Regions from separate parts of the Mus musculus genome. Here regions 1, 2 and 3 are each linked to region 4. Evidence: chromatin contacts called from public HiChIP or PLAC-seq and promoter capture Hi-C data. All regions are on one chromosome and are shown on one strand. Each heading gives the region's core, a stretch centred on a gene start, on an enhancer-like site or on the middle of the called end of the contact. The rest is flanking DNA. Distances are from core to core; before and after follow the strand shown. Region 1 holds the start of Cmklr1 (chemokine-like receptor 1). Region 2 holds the start of Chek2 (checkpoint kinase 2). Region 3 holds the start of Sart3 (squamous cell carcinoma antigen recognized by T cells 3). Region 4 holds the start of Tpst2 (protein-tyrosine sulfotransferase 2).

Region 1 (2,700 bases), core at 39-2,538, 1.4 Mb before region 4:
TCTCCTCTCCTCTCCTCTCCTCTCCTCTCCTCTCCTCTCCTCTCCTCTCCTCTCCTTCTCCCCCTTTCTTCCCCTCCCCTCCCTCCTCTTCTCTCTCCTCCTTTTCCTTCCCCTCCTCTCCCTCTTCTCTCTCCTCCCCCTTACTTCCCCCCTTCTTCTCTCTCCTCACCCTTCTCCATTACCTTTCCCCTGCTTCCTTTCCTTCTTCTTTCTCTCCCCTCTCCTCACCTGTAAGTAGCTTTAGGCAGCAGGGCTTCCAACCATGACAGACCTCAGCTTGGTCTTAGCTGTGAGCCCGAGCCGGCTGCCTGGGCACAGATTCTGGTCCACGGCCTCAGCATCTCCATCCGCCATGCGTGATCTACTCTTCCAGCCCCGTTGCAGCAGGCATGGTGATGCATGACACTCTCAACCAAAGCACTTGCTATGGATCACACAGGCCAAGGACTGTTATGTCTTCCTTCTGGAGGTTGAGGACTGGGATCTAGCCTGGTTGGGCTCCAGCTCTGCCATCTCCTAGCTGGGTAGCATAGGGTAAGAAACTTAACCTTTCTGTGCCCCAATTTCCTTACCAATAAACAAGGGTAATAAAAATACCTGTCCACAACCACCACTGCCGTAGGGAGGATGTAGTATCAAGTTCCTAGCACTGTGAAGGTTGTGTACTGAGTGCCCAGTACCCTGCCTTGTTCTTGGCTACTTCAACAATTCTGTTGCTGTCGGTGCCAATAAACTAGGCACTATATCAGGTGGTGGGGACAGACTGGGGAAGACAGGCAGCAGGCAGGACAGCGTGATACCTCTGTCAGTGCTTGCTGTGATGTGGAAACCCAGAGTAGTCTGTCAGGGGAGGTTTCTTCATCACGGAGAAGGAGCTGGAAGCCATCTGGCCACACTAGGGGCAAGAATAGCACTCAGAAGTAGGGAACAGCAGGCAAGAGGCCATAGGGCTTGCTACCGTCCCTACTGCGGGCAAAGATAACCAGCTGCGGGTGGGTCTTCAGGTCGGTCAGGAGTAACTTCCCCAGCAGCCTGGTTTCAAGGCTCCATTTGCGGCTCCAGTTGTGCGCCCAGACAAGGGGCGGGTCATTCCTAGTGGGCCGTTACCACCCAGGAGCCCAGCCTGGCTGGCAGGCGAAGCCTCCTCTGGGGGAGTGGCGGGGGGCCCACTCCACACAGCTGGCGCCCCCGCCCTCCCCAGGCTGTTTCCTGCTCCTCCCGCCCCTCCCCGCTCCAGCTGTTTCTCAGGCTGAGTTCTGTCCCTGTCCCCACACAGAACACAGGACAGAGGGAGGCTCTTAGGATGTTGTGCTCCGCGGGGCTCAGACGAAATCTTCTGTGAATGGAAGAAATGCTTCCAAGCAAACAGCCACTACCAGAACAACTGAGAAAGAGGCCAGAGCGCGAGTTCTCAAACCCTGAAGTCGCAGGAGCCGGAGGGGGATATTGGAGAGAAGGTACAGCACTTGGTTCTGAGTCCTGCAGAGGGCGGGAAGGGACGCGCAGGCAGGGACTGGAGCTCCTCTTTGGGTGTGTGTCAAAGGAAAAGTTTCTAGCATAGAATCAGAGCTGAAGAGCGACGCTGGTGTTTGTGAAAACCAGCGTGGCCACCGCAGGCCATCCGTGAGGATGAATCCTTCCTCGACTCAGAGCAAAGCCCACTTGTGCCGTGCCACAGACCACCCCCGTCAGGCTCTCCGGCTCCCGAGAGGACAGTTCAGTGGCTGCTGACAAAGGCTGGCCTTGGGGGCATGTAACTACTGTGAGGTCCACTTCTCTTTTTGTTTTTTAGTATTCTGAGTGACCAGCGCTGCCATGAACACTTTGTGGGATAGTTTTGCTTTGTGTATTAGTCCCGTGGATATATTCCCATAGGTGACCCCATATCACTGTGTGTGTGTGATGCTCTGTGTGATGTCCAGATGTGCAGGCAGAGGGAGAACGTGGGGTGTCTTCTTCTGTCACTCTCTGATTATCATAAGCCTTGTCAAGGTCTCTCATAGACCCAGAGAGAGGCAGAGGCAGGAGGATCTCTGTGAGTTCAAGGCCAGCCTGGTCTACAGAGTGAGTTCCAGGACAGCCAGGGCTACATGGAGAAACCATGTTTTAAAATTATTTTATTTTTAATTATATATATGCATGCCAATATCTATGTGGGTCTGTGCATGTGAGTGCACGTGAGTCCCGGACAAAAGAGGATCAACTTCCCCTACAGCTGGTGTTACATACAGATGCTGATGAAACCATGTCAATGCTGGGAATTGAACCTGGGTCTTCTGGAAGAACAGCTGGTACTCTTAACCACCGAGCCATCGCTCCAGTTCTTCACTACCCTTTTTTAAAGATATGTGAGCTGTCTGGTCATGGCAATTTCTTCCTGCTGACGCTGTACATGGCATGGCATAGGGGTGCAATAGCCTTGAAGCCTTCTTAACACTAGGGCTGCCTGCCTCTGCTTGAGATGCTTCTGCTTGCAACTCTTTATGTGATGGGGCAGGGTCTCTCGCTGGGACCCTGAGCTCACTGACTAGGCTTAGCTGGCTGGGCAGTGAGCCCTATGGATCTTCCTGACTTCTGCTTGCAACTCTTTATGTGATGTGGCTCAGAGAGGACAGGCCACAGGTCTGAGGTCACACAGTGAGGAAGTGGAGGAGGAGGAGGTCTTGTGTTTGCTGTGTCTTAAGAAAGCCTTGATTTCCC
Region 2 (2,700 bases), core at 192-2,691, 1.4 Mb after region 4:
AGCTCAGAGTCCCAGAACTGGAGTGCGAGGACTGGCTGGAGGACGGCACTGTGCCGGTAGAGGAGCTGGACGAACCCTGATACTGTGAGAGCTCGTGCAACTGAGAAGGAGTGCCTTGGGGCTGGCTGAAGCCACCCTGGGACTGTGAACAGGAAGCACTGTCATGAGCCTTCGAGGAGGTGCTGCTGTGGGACTGATGATGACTCTTCATATCCGACCTCGAAAACAAGAGTCCAACAATAAGGAACAAGGCTCTGGATTCGAGAGTGGAGAAGGGGAGGGAGCAGGAGAGGACTCGGCAGGAAAGTGCACATACTATTCTTGCAGAACCCAAGTTTCCCTACGTTCTCAGCACCAAATCTGGCAGCTCGAGGTTTCCTATAACTCCAAAGTCAGTGGCTCTGTAGTGGATCTTGGCCTCTGCAATCACCAGAGCTCACACTTGCACTTTCCCACACAGATAACATAATTAAAAGTAAAGTAAATCTCTACCCAAAATTAGTCATGTGGCTGCTATAACTCAATGGTAGATGGTTCATCACTTCTCCAACAGAAGCAAAGTACTGGATCCCACTCCCAGTATTGTCAAACATACAAAATGAAGACAGTTAAGGAGTCAAGAGTACAGTTCCCAGCACCCACATCCAAAAGATCACAAACACCTGTAATTCCAGCTCTTGGTGATACAATGCCCTCTATTGGCCCCCGTGCGCACTGCACAGACTTAGACACGTGATTAAAAAAAATACATAAAGAAATTTAAAGGAACGGGCACATTATGACCACCTCAAAATGAAAGACAGGCCCATTCATGAGTGGGGAGAAAAAAAAGTGACCATAGCAAAATCCCAGGATTATGAATAGAATTCCAGAGGCCACTTACAAAGCATTACACCATCTTCCTTCATGTACAGAAGCTGAGAATGGCTTGGTTGTCTCCTATCCATTCCTTGCCATCCTACCCCTCACGTATGCTGAGTATGCAGACGTACCCTCTTCAGTTCCTGCAGAGCCTAGCAGCGAAGATCGGGTTCTCAGTAGGTATTTGGGGAAAGCCATCTAGGGGCTGGCATGAACATTTATAATGTTCGTTATGAAAACTACTTCGCTCTGGCAACGAACAGCCCGGCGTTGTGCCTTCCTATGTGCCCAGACCTGTTTCAGCTCACAAGGAACAAGGAAAGTGAACTTCCCCCCCGCTTCCCCCCCGCGCGCCCCAAGGGCAGATAAAAAGGAAGAATTGACTATGCACAGCGCCCCCTCGCTCGCACAAGAAAGCAGACAAAGCGGAAGCTGCAGAGGGCCCATTTGCACAAGAAGCATGAGAACGGTATTCGACTCCTCAAACACTTAAAGTTTCCCACTTATGACTCACCGCGTGAGACCACCAGGAGCCGCAAACACTGCACAGCCTCCGCCAGTGGAGTGGCGCTAAACCTACGGATACAAACTCCACCCTCAACCAATCAAAAAGCCTTCCTCCCCGGCAGGACCAGTAAGAAAGCCCGAAGATGACTGCCGCGATTAGTCTCAAGGCTTGCTGGGAGTTGTAGTTTAACATGCAGAACGGGACTCGACGTCTTGGTTTCCCGCGGCTAATCCCGCCTCCTCGACTCCCTTAACCAATCAGCAGCGAGACGGTCTTTCCTCCTTTCCCTCGGGTCTTGCTACCTAGGTCAGCGAGCGGCCGTCCCAATGTGGGGATGCGGAGCCCGTGCCCTGCTGGGTGTGTGGGAGGTGCGGCTGGCAGGGTTCCTGGGAAGGAGACTTTTGGGCAGCAATGCCGCCGCGGGGAAGAGCATTGCACCGCAGTGCTGGAACTGCGGTCACGCAAGGGAAGTCGGGTGTGGGGATGAGTTCTTCTGCTCACACTGCCGCGCTCTGCAGCCTCCTGACCCCACTCGTGACTACTTCAGCCTCATGAACTGGTACGGGCGGCGCGTCGTGACGGGAAAGCAGCTCGGGCTTCGTAACCCGAGCGATCTAGGCTTGGGGCCGCGTCTGCGGGGCTGTAATTTCCAGCCAGCTTGGGGGGGTCTGAGGCTGAGGACCACAGTTCAAAGCCATCTTAGGCAATTTGCCGAGACTGATTCAAAACAACTACAAAGATGGATAAGTGTAGGCCATAGGTATAAGTAGTACCTAGTGAGATTTTAGGAGTTTTCCTGAGACGGAGAGGAAATAAAGTTACAGACTGGAGAGAAGATAAGGGTGGAGGCGGGGGTCAAACAGGAGTGAAGTTGCAGATGCCTGTCTGTGATCTAAGCACTTGTAAAGTGGAAAACACAGGTTCAGGAATTCAAGACTAGCAGTAGCTACAAGGACCTTGTTTTTAAACATCAACAAACAGAAACGGACAAGTTTACGGTATAGGGAGGTTTGAGGGCTGAGACTTCTGGAAAATCCATTGGCCAAACTTACAGGAACTGGGAGAGGTTTTTGTTTGTTTGTTTGTTTGTTTTTTAATTTAGCCTCACCTTGAAGTCTCGCCTGGCCTGCCTGGAATTCCACCAACCCCCTCTGCCTCACCAATGCCAGGATTAAAAGCATGCTAGACAACCGTAGGAGATGATACCCCACTTGGAGGCCAACCACACAAATAGGGAACATCTCATCGCAAATAAATTATTTATTTAACGGAGAAAATAAATACAAAACAAGCCAGGTGTGTTGGTGTTATGCCTGTGAGTCCAGCACTCA
Region 3 (2,700 bases), core at 35-2,534, 1.5 Mb before region 4:
ACACTAAGATTTAATAACCGAGCTTTCTCCCGCTAGTTACCAGGAGGCACCCTCATCTGCAGATTGAGTCTAAGCCCTGAGCCCCCATAACGCATCATCTAATCAAGGACTTTGGGGGGGGGGGGAGGGAGTGTCTTGTACATCTGCGGTAGCCTTGTTTTTCGGAGTGAGTCTCCTGTCAAGAGGATTTTAACGTCCCTAAAAGCGTGGGGGCCCGCAAACTACTCTTCTTCTATACTTTCTGCTCCCTACCAATAAACACACAACTGAGAACCGAAGTTTTAATGTTGGGCTAGGTGCTTGGCTGAGCTCGAGGCCATCGGCTCCTAAAAGAGTAAATAAATCGCCATCAGTGGTTTCCCTTGGTTGGACCGAGCGCTCCACGTACGGGGACTTCAGAAGACTCCTGTCAGGTCTGAGAGAAAGGATGGGAGGGGACCAGTGACTTGATCAAGGCCATCTGGCCAGGGCAATGGCTTAGCTGGGGAGGACGCTGGTGCTGTCGAGTGTGCTCAAGCATGCGTGTGTGTGTGTGTGTGTGTGTGTGTGTGTGTGCGTGCTGCCCCTTGACCCCCGGCACGACATACCCGGACCCTCCCTTCTGGGCTGTCAGCCTTGGGACACTCGGAGTGACGGCCGCGGCGGGGCAGAGGCGGCCGCGGGGCTCCTCGGTGCTGGTGATCTGCGCAACGGCGGCAGGTCCCCTCGATGGTTCGCGCACCCCCTCGCCCGCCCATACCTTCTTGTGGTAGAGCCTGGCCGGAGCCGACAGCTCCCGGGCGGGCAGGCGCGGGCTCCGCAGCAGCAGCGCCGACGCCGCCCGCCTCAGACGGCCAGCTCCCGTGGCCGCCGCCATCCTGCCGGCTTGAGCTGCGTCGACCTCGGCGACGCCGGAGGGATGGCGCGCCCGTTCGACGTCACCGCAGCTCGGCGCTTGCGCTGGCGTCTCGGCCCGGCTACGCCCCCTCTGACCGCGCCCTCGGAAGGGGCGTGGCCAGGCGCAGAGCGGGAAGGTCCGAAGCGGCGTGCAAGGTTGTCTGGTGCTGCGATGGGCGTGGGGATGCTCGGTTTCAGGCGTGTTTATGATTCGATCATGCATACGTCCCTGGTAGACTTTTGTTCAGGCTGTGGAGTTCCTTTTCTTTCTTTCTCTCTCTCTTTCTTCCTTTTTTTTTTTTTTTTTTTTTTTTACTAATTCCGAGGTAGCCGTTTCACCCATGGAGCAAATGCATATTAAGTGTACTCTAGGTGTCACTAAAAAAAAAAAAAAAAAAAAAATCCTGGGAGCAAAACGGACGCGATTTCTGGCTCGTTAACCTTGTTGATGAAGGGGAAAGGCAGTGCAGAGGGAAACAGCAACGCTTTTCCGACCTCGAGAACGAGGGGTATAAGAGAAACGAACCCCATCCCTCGACACCTACGTTTGTTTTACCGCCATGCACATCATTCCGAATCAATACTTATTGTAATGTATTATCATTGACTATAAAAATCCACAAAAGCGACTCGTTTAACACAACTACGAGGTACTAGGTGTTACAAAGGGGAGGGAGCTTTATTCGAGAGATGAGACTTTTCCCATGAGATGGTGCATCCGATCGCGGAGGAACTGCAATCTTGTCCGCACTTGAGGGTCGGTTGCCGGGAAACAACCACGCACCGGAGCCGGCCGAGCCTTACAGAAGGTCTTTAGTCCAAAGCGACGACTTTGACCTTCCTAAGATGGCGCCTCGACCTTAACTACGGACATCACGCACGCACCACTTCAGCTGTGGCTGCCACTTCCGGCCCAAAGACCCGACAGCTGTCCACGGTTGTAGCCGGACGCAGGTTATGCTCGTGAGCCTTTTCTTCTGACGGTGGCGTCTGGAGGCGCTAAAGGATAGCATCAGCGGTGGATTCTCCACAGCTTCCTGCTCCCTGAGGCCGTCCGCGACGCTCCCGCTGGTGGCCGAGCGGAGTTTTGATCAGGCAGACGCCGCGGACAGCCCGATGCTCGCCGGGCTTCGGCGGGCGAGGGAAGACCCGAGAGTCGCGGGCTGCGCAAGATGGCGACGACGGCCGCATCTTCGGCGTCCGAGCCGGAGGTTGAGCCCCAGGCCGGGCCTGAGGCCGAGGGAGAAGAGGATGAGGCGAAGCCGGCCGGTGTGCAGCGGAAGGTGCTGTCCGGCGCTGTGGCCGCGGAGGCGGCGGAGGCCAAGGGCCCCGGATGGGACCTGCAGCGGGAAGGCGCGAGCGGGAGCGATGGGGATGAGGAGGACGCCATGGCTTCCTCCGCCGAGAGCTCCGCCGGGGAGGACGAGTGGGAGTACGACGAGGAGGAGGAGAAGAACCAGCTGGAGATCGAGCGGCTGGAGGAGCAGGTTGGCCGGCCTGGGTGGCGGCGGCGGGCTCCCTTCCTCCCTTCGGGTCCCCAGGCCCGGCCCGCCCCCTCGGTCCTCCGTGGTTATGGAGACCGCTGAGGTCGCCGGGACGCCGTGAGCCACCGTGAGTCCCCGCGTCCCCGGCTCAGTGCGCGCCCAGGGCGTCCCTAAAGTATTCCATTGAATAGTGTTTAATCCGGTTTCCCCGGGAAACTGAGGCTCGTTGAGGGGGCTCCTGCACAAGGTGCCACCGCACCTGAGAGTGTTTATCTTTTTAAGCTTTTACTCTCTCTTTTTTTTCTTCTTATTTTAAACTTGTGCTTGTATGCCTGCGTGG
Region 4 (2,700 bases), core at 3-2,502:
ACTTGGTCACAAATATCATCATAACCATCACATTCCAGAGGCAGTAAAGTGGTAAGGCACTTTGGGAGTTTGGCAGCTCCTCAATAGGTTAAACTTTAAAGGGATCCTGAAATTTAGGCAAAACTGAAAAGAGAAATACAGTGTGTGTATTCCCAGCAACAATACTAATCACAGCCATAAAGGAACATCAACCCACTGTCCATCTACAAACCAATGGACTACACACACACACACACACACACACACACAATATCCACACTAGGAAATACTATGCACATGAGGAACCATACACAGAACCACCCAGAGCAGAGAAATCCATAGACAGATAGTAGTGTAGATGAAGGTGAGCCGGGGTCTGGGGAAAGAGGTTTGGGAGTTGAGGGTTAGGGACTGCTGCTTTGGGGGATGTACAAATGTTCTAAAAGTAGACGAGGATCAGTGCGTAATGTGAGCATCCTAAAACCCACCAACCACCTAAAGTTTACTTCCAAAAGAAGATTTATATGGTTAGTGGATCAGACCTTCAGAAAAAGTGTTACAAAAAAAAAAATCCTTAGATACGGTTTTTAAAACAAGATATGGTAAATGGAATGAGCCCAAGGCGAGGCAAGGCGGGTACAGCGGTTCACAAATAACTTAACAGCTTCTTCAGGGTAACGAAACAAACCCAGTTCTGTATGTCCGGAAACAGAGGCTGGAGAAAGGGCATGTCCCCAATACTAAGCCGGAGCCTCCCAGCCCGATCTGCCCCAATGCAGAAGCTGGGCCTAACTAACCATCGGGCATCCCTGCTAGAATGAAAGAAACAAGGGGTTGGGGAGGGCAAGGAACAGTATGAACACCGGGAGCAGTGGGTACAGGGGCAGCCACCTCTGGGGGGAGGGGGGAGGGTCACACGCTCGCTCGCGCGCACAAAACCCCGCGGGAGAGTTTCTGCCCCGTCCTAGCTGTGAGTCCCAGCGCCCGGGCACGTGACCCCAGGCCTCAGTTTCCCACGTGTGAAGCAGGAAGCAAGCAAAACAGGGCAGAGCAAGAGAGGTCTACGCGTTCTTAAGAACCACCGTGGGCCGCGACCTCCGCAAGTTAACTTCCCCGCGGCGCCGCGCGGGTGGGGCTCCAGGCCACGCGCGTCCTCCCGCGGCGACCAGGCCTGTCCGCGCCGCCCACCGTCCGGACCGCGCCACGCAGCCCTGACCTGGTACTGGCCGAGGCCGCTGCCACCTACCGTGCCCAAATCGGCGCCCGCGCAGACTCCGGCTCCCTGCCGGCCGCCAGGGAGGCGCCGCGAGGGGCGGGGCCGCGTGTCGTGACGCAAGGGGCGGAGCCACTCGTGATCACGCCCCTGTCGCCTAGTGCTTGACCACGCCCCCAACGTCTATCGCTAGAGCCGCGACACTCCAGGCTTGCCCAGAGGGTTGGGGGCGGGACCCAGATAGGCCCTGCCCACACGCACGGCCTCCGCCACTCCCCCTCCCCTAGCTTCCCCTCTAGCGCCATGACGCAAGGGGTGTGGCCAAGAGAGCCCGCCCCTTCCAGCGTTGCCCCGCCCTCATCTCCTCCCCGGGGGCGGAGCCCCTGCCGTTAGAGCTTGCTGCTCTGGCTCCTTTAACTACGCAGGGCGTTCCTCCTCTGCACGGCATCCTTGAGGGCGCAGCCACAAGCTGGCGTTCAGACGCTGAGCGGGATGGCTGTCCGTCAGCGCAGGGGTGTGCACTATAGGTACAGGATTGGGTCCCAGAAAGGAGCCAGCCCAAGGTGTGCAGAGCAAAGGAGAAGGTGTAGGCTAGCCTCTCGCTGCGTCCTCTATAGCCTCTGTTTACAGCGCGCGCGCGCGCGCACGAGTTGTGGTGTGTTTTACCATTTTAAAATACATTAGATGGCTCGTTTGGTAAAGACGCTTGCAATCCCCGAAACCCGTGCAGAGATGGAAGAGTAGAACCGGCTCCACAAAGTTGTCTCCGACCTCCACACGTGTGCCTTGACACACAGTAATAAAAATAAATATTGAAAATAAAATCCTGGTGTTTGCGAGATGGCTTAGTGGGTAAGAGCGCCTGCCTCTAAGTCTGACGACATGAGTTCGATGAGGGACCCACATCATACAAGGACGTACCCCTCCCACCCAAACAAATCCTTTGACCTTCCAGGGTGTTGTGAAACCGTATACCCCAAACCTGTACAAAACTAAATGAAATTCATTTTTATACTAGTTACAACTAACACAAATATCTCTACAGGCCAGACAAAGCAAGGCACACAGATATGTGTTTGTCATTCATTCATTCATTCATTCATTCATTCATGTAGTCTATAAAACAGTGCCTGCCCTGTGGGAGATGCTGGGCTGACAAAGTCCCCGTCTTGGTGAAGCCAGTTACCAAAAATGAAACCACACAACATAGCATTTACTGAGTGCATATTTGAGATTTTTTTTTTTTTTTTGTGACTAACGACACAGCTCTGGGAGTTTTATACTATTTATGGGTGAAGAAAGATCAAAGAGCAAGGTCTGCCTGAAGGGGACTTCTGCTCCGCTGAGGGCTTTCTCTGAGCTTTATGATTCCACAAGTAAGCTGGATTCCCCTCAACAAGCCTTCCCAGCAGGGTCTGGAACTGGCCAGGCAAGAGTAGGTTCCAAAACTAGTCCAGGGAGGAAAAAATGAGGTGCTTACCTCATGACCCAAAGCACAGGCAGGGTGG

What was found. HiChIP or PLAC-seq counts read pairs in DNA pulled down with a chosen protein or histone mark. Capture Hi-C pulls out chosen DNA fragments and counts their contacts.
Region 1: an H3K27ac HiChIP or PLAC-seq map of microglia shows a contact between it and region 4, with 6 times the contacts expected there. The contact joins the promoter of Cmklr1 here to the promoter of Tpst2 in region 4. A contact is called at or near these places in 1 of 39 promoter capture datasets (embryonic stem cells) and 2 of 115 datasets of contacts at active chromatin or transcription factors (T-cell acute lymphoblastic leukemia and microglia).
Region 2: a promoter capture Hi-C map of liver shows a contact between it and region 4, with 4 times the contacts expected there. The contact joins the promoter of Chek2 here to the promoter of Tpst2 in region 4. A contact is called at or near these places in 1 of 39 promoter capture datasets (liver), 1 of 484 Hi-C or Micro-C datasets (B cells), 1 of 115 datasets of contacts at active chromatin or transcription factors (astrocytes) and 2 of 9 other capture datasets (adipose tissue and liver).
Region 3: a contact with region 4 is called in an H3K27ac HiChIP or PLAC-seq map of bone marrow-derived dendritic cells, with 4 times the contacts expected there. The contact joins the promoter of Sart3 here to the promoter of Tpst2 in region 4. A contact is called at or near these places in 1 of 39 promoter capture datasets (the C10 cell line), 1 of 15 datasets of contacts at CTCF or cohesin (large pre-B cells), 1 of 484 Hi-C or Micro-C datasets (B cells) and 5 of 115 datasets of contacts at active chromatin or transcription factors (the 230-238 cell line, the SCID.adh cell line, bone marrow-derived dendritic cells and 2 more).

The regions. Positions count from the first base shown.
Region 1 is chr5:113,648,978-113,651,677 of GRCm38.p6, reverse strand. It overlaps Cmklr1 (chemokine-like receptor 1), which reads left to right and starts at 1,288. Exons shown (of 3, transcript NM_008153.3): 1 at 1,288-1,457. It overlaps Gm52823 (a long non-coding RNA gene), which reads right to left and starts at 934. Exons shown (of 3, transcript XR_003955975.1): 1 at 801-934; 2 at 229-520.
Region 2 is chr5:110,838,724-110,841,423 of GRCm38.p6, reverse strand. It overlaps Chek2 (checkpoint kinase 2), which reads right to left and starts at 1,441. Exons shown (of 15, transcript NM_016681.4): 1 at 1,376-1,441; 2 at 1-218. The coding sequence starts at 211. Hscb (HscB iron-sulfur cluster co-chaperone) reads left to right here and starts at 1,647. Exons shown (of 6, transcript NM_153571.2): 1 at 1,647-1,928. The coding sequence starts at 1,696.
Region 3 is chr5:113,770,984-113,773,683 of GRCm38.p6, reverse strand. Sart3 (squamous cell carcinoma antigen recognized by T cells 3) reads left to right here and starts at 1,284. Exons shown (of 19, transcript NM_016926.2): 1 at 1,284-2,363. The coding sequence starts at 2,049. Iscu (iron-sulfur cluster assembly enzyme) reads right to left here and starts at 883. Exons shown (of 5, transcript NM_025526.5): 1 at 740-883. The coding sequence starts at 856.
Region 4 is chr5:112,275,297-112,277,996 of GRCm38.p6, reverse strand. It overlaps Tpst2 (protein-tyrosine sulfotransferase 2), which reads right to left and starts at 1,252. Exons shown (of 7, transcript NM_009419.5): 1 at 1,226-1,252.